2 separate regions of the Oryctolagus cuniculus genome follow, and region 2 is linked to region 1. A link is a contact called in public Hi-C data. All regions are on one chromosome and are shown on one strand. The core of a region is the stretch at or near the end of the contact, and the rest is flanking DNA. Distances in the headings are between cores, read along the strand shown. Region 1 overlaps SH3PXD2B (SH3 and PX domains 2B). Region 2 holds the start of SH3PXD2B (SH3 and PX domains 2B).

What was found. A called contact is a pair of places that touch in the nucleus more often than the background predicts.
Region 2: a contact with region 1 is called in a Hi-C map of an unstated tissue, with 3 times the contacts expected there. The contact joins the promoter of SH3PXD2B here to the enhancer-like site in region 1. A contact is called at or near these places in 2 of 6 Hi-C or Micro-C datasets (ear pinna and an unstated tissue).

The regions. Positions count from the first base shown.
Region 1 is chr6:58,978,339-58,981,199 of mOryCun1.1, reverse strand. The region is part of intron 6 of SH3PXD2B (SH3 and PX domains 2B); the gene reads left to right. Among named protein-coding and RNA genes, the nearest start is that of UBTD2, 64 kb to the right of the region's middle. Within about 2 kb of position 1,494, at least 1 of the 8 cell types and tissues checked has an H3K27ac peak or open chromatin away from gene starts, as enhancers often do. A contact at or near this core is called in ear pinna, where this site is marked.
Region 2 is chr6:59,053,890-59,056,750 of mOryCun1.1, reverse strand. It overlaps SH3PXD2B (SH3 and PX domains 2B), which reads left to right and starts at 1,376. Exons shown (of 13, transcript XM_051843617.2): 1 at 1,376-1,580. The coding sequence starts at 1,506.

The DNA of each region.
Region 1 (2,861 bases), core at 245-2,744:
GGTCGAGGTACGGCATCTGGATTTAACTCTAGCCTTTTCCCAGCCAGTCTGTTTATGGCTGTACTTTCTAATAGGTACTGGCCAGGCCGTGGTATCCTGCTCAAGCTGTAAATAGTCCTTGAGCCCGGGGATAATTATACGTTTCTTTTTTGTTTCTTTTTTTTCTTTTTTGACAGGCAGAGTGGACAGTGAGAGAGAGAGACAGAGAGAAAGGTCTTCCTTTGCCATTGGTTCACCCTCCAATGGCCACTGCAACCGGCGCACTGCGGCCGGTGCACCGTGCTGATCCGATGGCAGGAGCCAGGTACTTATCCTGGTCTCCCATGGAGTGCAGGGCCCAAGCACTTGGGCCATCCTCCACTGCACTCCCTGGCCACAGCAGAGAGCTGGCCTGGAAGAGGGGCAACCGGGACAGAATCTGGTGCCCCGACCGGGACTAGAACCCGGTGTGCCGGCGCTGCAAGGCGGAGGATTAGCCTAGTGAGCCGCAGCGCCGGCTATATGTTTCTTTGAAAAGACAGCGAGGAGCTGCCACTCTCAGGCCGGTCACAGAGTTTCTGGTTTTGAACATGCAGCCACTTTCCCTGGAAGCAGCGGGTGGGAGGAAGGCGACGGCTCTGGGGGGTTGTGAAAACCAGGTGTGCTGTCTGCCGAGCCTGATGCAGAGACTGGTCTGGAAAGACAGGAAGCTCTCATTTGCGGTGACCACGCCCATCATGCACCTGCAGGGGCAGTGGACGGTGTATTCATAGTTCAGCCACGTGGCACACGGCACCCCTCCTCATTCAGAGAACCCATGCTGGGATTAGCCTTGTTCCCTAACTGACCTTCGAACGCTTCCTTTATTTTAGAGCCAGCCTTCTTGATTTAATTTTAAAGGAATTTAATGTTTTTCTGACGAACGGCCCACATTCCTGTGCCAGAACTGTCGGTGGAAGAAGGCGGATCTGTCTCTGCCACTTCCCTCTCACAACCCCCTGGCTGTCCCTGCGGACTCTGGCTAACATGGCCTCAAGTTCTGCTTATCCTGCAGGAAACAAAGGAACAGGCAAAACCCTCTTGTCACAGTGCAACAAATCGTCTCATTCTTTCAGGGAAACTTTTCTTCCTTTACTGGTGGAAGCAGTCTTGTTTGCTGATTCTCTGAGCAAGCCTGGCATAAAGTGGGTTTCCGGAAGGGAGGTCCACTTTAACCACTGAAGGAAGAAAACACCCGGATTGAAAGCCTCTGCAGTGGGTTAGGCACTGTCCCAGGTGACAGGACTTAATGATAAAAATCTCCCTTTTACTGTCAAGCCAGCTTCTTCCTCCTGGACTCTTCCTTCTCTCATATCGTCGGCTAGGCCACAAGAGTGACAGTCCTTGCCTCGGAATCCTTTGATCTCACACTTGGCAGCTGCTAGAATTTAGCTACATGCCTCAGCTTTGGGATTACTGTGATAATGGTGAGGCACTAGTAGAGCTTGGCTGCAATATCACGTCTCACCAGTAGGTGTCTTCACTTGGCACCTAAATGGTCTGAAGCCCAGTTTGAGATTCCTGGTGGATCAAATGACTGGGGTTCTTTTTCCTGCGTTTTTGTAAAGTGAACCAAGTCACATGCAAAAGGCTTGCTCAAGAAGAAAGGCTAAAAAAGTAGCTCCATGCACTCTTCTCTGAACCACTTCATGGCAGAGAACCACAGGCTAAGCCCCAGATCTTGTGTGTGACAGTAACAGAGAAAATAATTAGTGTGCTTGGTTTGTTGTTGGACACCCCAGTGGAAATGCGTGTTCTCACACAGAGTCCTGCCTTGCAGGCAGAGGGAATGTCACACTCGGGCCTTCCAGATGGTTCCCCCTTCCCTCAAGTCATGGGGACACATTTGAATGAGCTGATCCTGTCCTCGTGGGTATCTTCCCCAAGGTATAGAGGAGGTGCCAGCCCAGGCCCTGTACTAGGCTAGGATGTGCGCTTGCCAGCCCAGAGTCTAAATGCTCATCTCCTGGCTTCCTGTCATGCTCATGGCAAGTCCCATGATTCCCTGATTCTGACTCCGTTCCTAGTTTTGCCACATGCCGTTTGCAATCAGGAGAGTCGGTGCAGAAACGAACAGAGCAGTGCATTTGTCAGAGGTCCTAAAAATTGTAATGTGGTACACTAGTGCTGCTATCAGGTGTTAAAACAGGCTGGCAGCAGTGGAACTTAAGGGAAAAAAAGATTTGTTTTATTTATTTGAAAGGCAGAGTAGCAGAGAGGGAGCGAGAGACAGAGAGAGAATGAGATATACCAATGAGATCTACCCACTTGTTCACTCCCCAAATGGCTGCAACAACTGGGCCTGGGCCTGGAGCCCAGAACTCCATCCAGGTCTCCCGTGTGGGTAGCAGGAGCCCAAGTACTTGGATCATCCTCCATTCCCCTCCCGGGCACATTAGCAGGGAGCTGGATTGAAAGCAGGGCAGCTGGGACTCAAACCGTTAAAATAGCGTCTTCACCTGCTGTGCCCCAGCGGCCCCAGCAGGTGAACTTCTGAACAAAGTAACCCGGCTTAACTGGGTCCCTGCTTGACTGAAGCCTCTGCTACTCTCATCAAGGAGTCCCTGTGGTTGCCAGTAGAGGGCAGAAGTTCAATGGTAGCTGTCAGCTGTGGGTGCTCCCCAGGGCAGGCCGGTGAGCCAGCAGTCACACACCACTCCACTACCAGATGTATTTGGGCGCAGAAGGGTGGAATTTCCTGCATTTATCAGTGATTTATGAAAACAATAAGAAGGGATATTTGAAGTCAAGATGTTCAGAAACCCAGAGCCCTGTGATCACATGTGGCAAGCTGCTCTCTCGATGCACTCACCCTGCGGCTTTTCCAAAGTCACATCTGGGAT
Region 2 (2,861 bases), core at 127-2,626, 76 kb before region 1:
TGTTTCAAAGGTCAGTCTTTTTTTTTTTTTTTTTTTTTTGACAGGCAGAGTGGACAGTGAGAGAGAGAGACAGAGAGAAAGGTCTTCCTTTGCCGTTGGTTCACCCTCCAATGGCCGCCGCGGCCGGTGCGCTGCGGCCGGCGCACCGCGCTGATCCGATGGCAGGAGCCAGGAGCCAGGTGCTTTTCCTGGTCTCCCATGGGGTGCAGGGCCCAAGCACCTGGGCCATCCTCCACTGCACTCCCTGGCCACAGCAGAGGGCTGGCCTGGAAGAGAGGCAACCGGGACAGAATCTGGCGCCCCGACCGGGACTAGAACCCGGTGTGCCGGCGCCGCTAGGCGGAGGATTAGCCTAGTGAGCCGCGGCGCCGGCGGCAAAGGTCAGTCTTGATCTCAGCGCTGTCAGGAGCTCCAGGTTCGGCCAGGCCCAGAGGGGAGCACTGTGGGACACTGGCTAGAGCCCCAGCCAAAGGCTGTAACCTCCTCTCCTGCCTGCATGCGGGATTCAGGTTCATTCATTCATTCACTCCTTCAGCCAACCTCTCCCCAAAGTGCCTCAGCCTGCGCTGGATGAAGAACTGGGGGGGGGGGGGGGGGGGGGGACAGCCCCAGCCAGGCGGCCTCAACTCCTGCTAACTGGCTAGAGCCGGGGGCCGCGCCCGGTCTACCGGCTCTGCGGTGGCCGCACACAGTGACGTGCTCTGTAGAATGGGTTCAGTCACCTCTCCCAGAGCTCTCCAGGGGAACTCAAGGCAAGGCTCTCCCCAAAGCGTATGCCTGCGCCTGGCGCCGGGAGGGGCTCCGCCACCGAGAACACGGAGGCCTGCGCCACAGCTCTCAGTACAATCCTATAGCACACGGTGGTTGCAGTTTGTCTCTCTCTCTCTCCCCCCAGCTCCCAGACTGGAAACCCGGGAGGCCTGGACGCTGGCTCCCGGCTCCCCCTTGAATCCCCAGGCCCGGTGGGCAGGCATTTATGCTGGCTGCGGCGGGCATGCATGCGTTCCACTGGAGGACAGCCCCGGTTGGCAGGCAGTAACGCGAGCCCATTTTACAGATGAGGCCAAGCCGGGGGAGGTGAACAACCTCCCCAAGATCACAGAGGCTGGGCAGCAGAGTCTGGCCATGAGCCCCGGCCCTCGGCTGCCCCATCTCCCCAGCAAGTGGGTGCGGGAAGGCTCCGGCGCGTCAGTCACCGCGTGGCCGGCCCGCGCGAACCGGTTGCCTCCCGGGCGGCGCTCAGCGCCCGGACAAAGGCGCGGCGGGGGCCGGACGTGGCCGGCGGGGGCCGCGCGCCGGGCCCTTTAAGGGGGGCGGGCCGGCAGCGCGGGGGGCGGGCCGGGGGCGGGCCGGGGCGGGCGGTGGAGTGGGCCCGGCCGGAGGGCGCGCGGAGCGAAGGGCGGCGGCGGCGGCGGCTGCTCGTGCTCGGCCCGGGCTCCGGATCGCTCTGCCCCGGCTCTGGTCCGCTCCCCGCGCCCCCAGCCCGGCCCCGCGCAGGAGCGGCCATGCCGCCGCGCCGCAGCATCGTGGAGGTGAAGGTGCTGGACGTGCAGAAGCGGCGGGTGCCCAACAAGCATTATGTGAGTGCCGCGCGTCCCACGCCCCCGCGCGCGCCCCGCGGCCCCGGCCTGGGCCCCGGCCTCGGAAAACTTCTGCCTCCGGCGCTTCGCGCTCCTGCACGGCCCGGCCCGGCCCTGCCGCGGCGGCGCGGCCCGGGTCTCCCGCCTCCTCCCCCTCCCTCCCCTCCCCCTCCTCTCCCTCACCCGGTTCTCCGCTCCATCCCTTCCCCCCTCGCCCCCTCCTCTTCCCCTTCCGTCCTCGGCTGTCCCCGCACTCTCGTCCTGCCCAGCCGGTGCAAGACTGAGGGGCGCAAAGGCAGAGGGAGAGGCGCGTGGTCCCCGGCCGCCCCCGTCGTCCCCTGCCGACCAGACGGCTCAGGCCCGCAATGTCCGGCCACAGGTAGCCTCCCTGGGGACCGCCAAGTTTGGCTCCGTCCTTTGGGGAGATCCCGGAAAATGGATTATTTGAGTGGCTGCACCTTAAAGGGTTAAAGAACAGTCCCTCTCCCCCAATAACTTGTGTTTAAAAATGTACCAAAGTTTTTCTCCTGCTGTCTCCCTCTGTGGACCCCAGCTCAGGTTGAAGGACTTGAGAAAATGGGTCAGTAGTCTCGTTTTGCAGATGGGTAAGGTTGAGGCTCCCAAGGGGCTGCAGCTCCTGGAACACACAGCTGCATGGGCTTTCCAAGCCTGGGGCGGACAGTGACCTGCGTGGAAAAGTGGTGTCGGGGGGCAGCCTGGGGGCCACGACCGCGGGTGCAGGTGGTGCTAAGACAGCCCCCTTTTGGGGGATCTGCCTGGACAGCTAATGAGGATGTGGAGTGGTGGCCCTGGGGGAGGGGCTCCCCCTGGAGGGCAGGGGCTGCCGTGTCTCTGGTGGTGAAGGGGATGGAGGGGTGACAGAGCAGAAGTTGACCAGGAAGGGAAAAAGAGCAAGAAGGAGGGAAAAAATCCTAACAAAGAAGTGTAGAACAATGACTAGCAAAGGGCGTGGTCTGGCCCGGTGCAGCTCCCTGGCCTCCTTGGGGCCTGCCTTGCTTAAAAAGCTCCTTCCCATAAAGCCCATTCCCACACCTGGCGTGAACAGCCTGTGAAATTGCAAATCCACAAGGCGGGGAGTGCTGGGGCAGCCCCTGGCCGGGCTGGGCAGGCAGTGGGAAACTGTTTCCTGGACCTGTGGTTTCTCTAAATAGAAAGAAGTTCCCCTGGACTCCAGAGCCTGGCTAAATGGTCTTTTTTTTTTCCCCCTTGACTGTTACGAATGCTGCCAAATCTTGGTTTCTTGCTGGAGCCTGTTGAGTG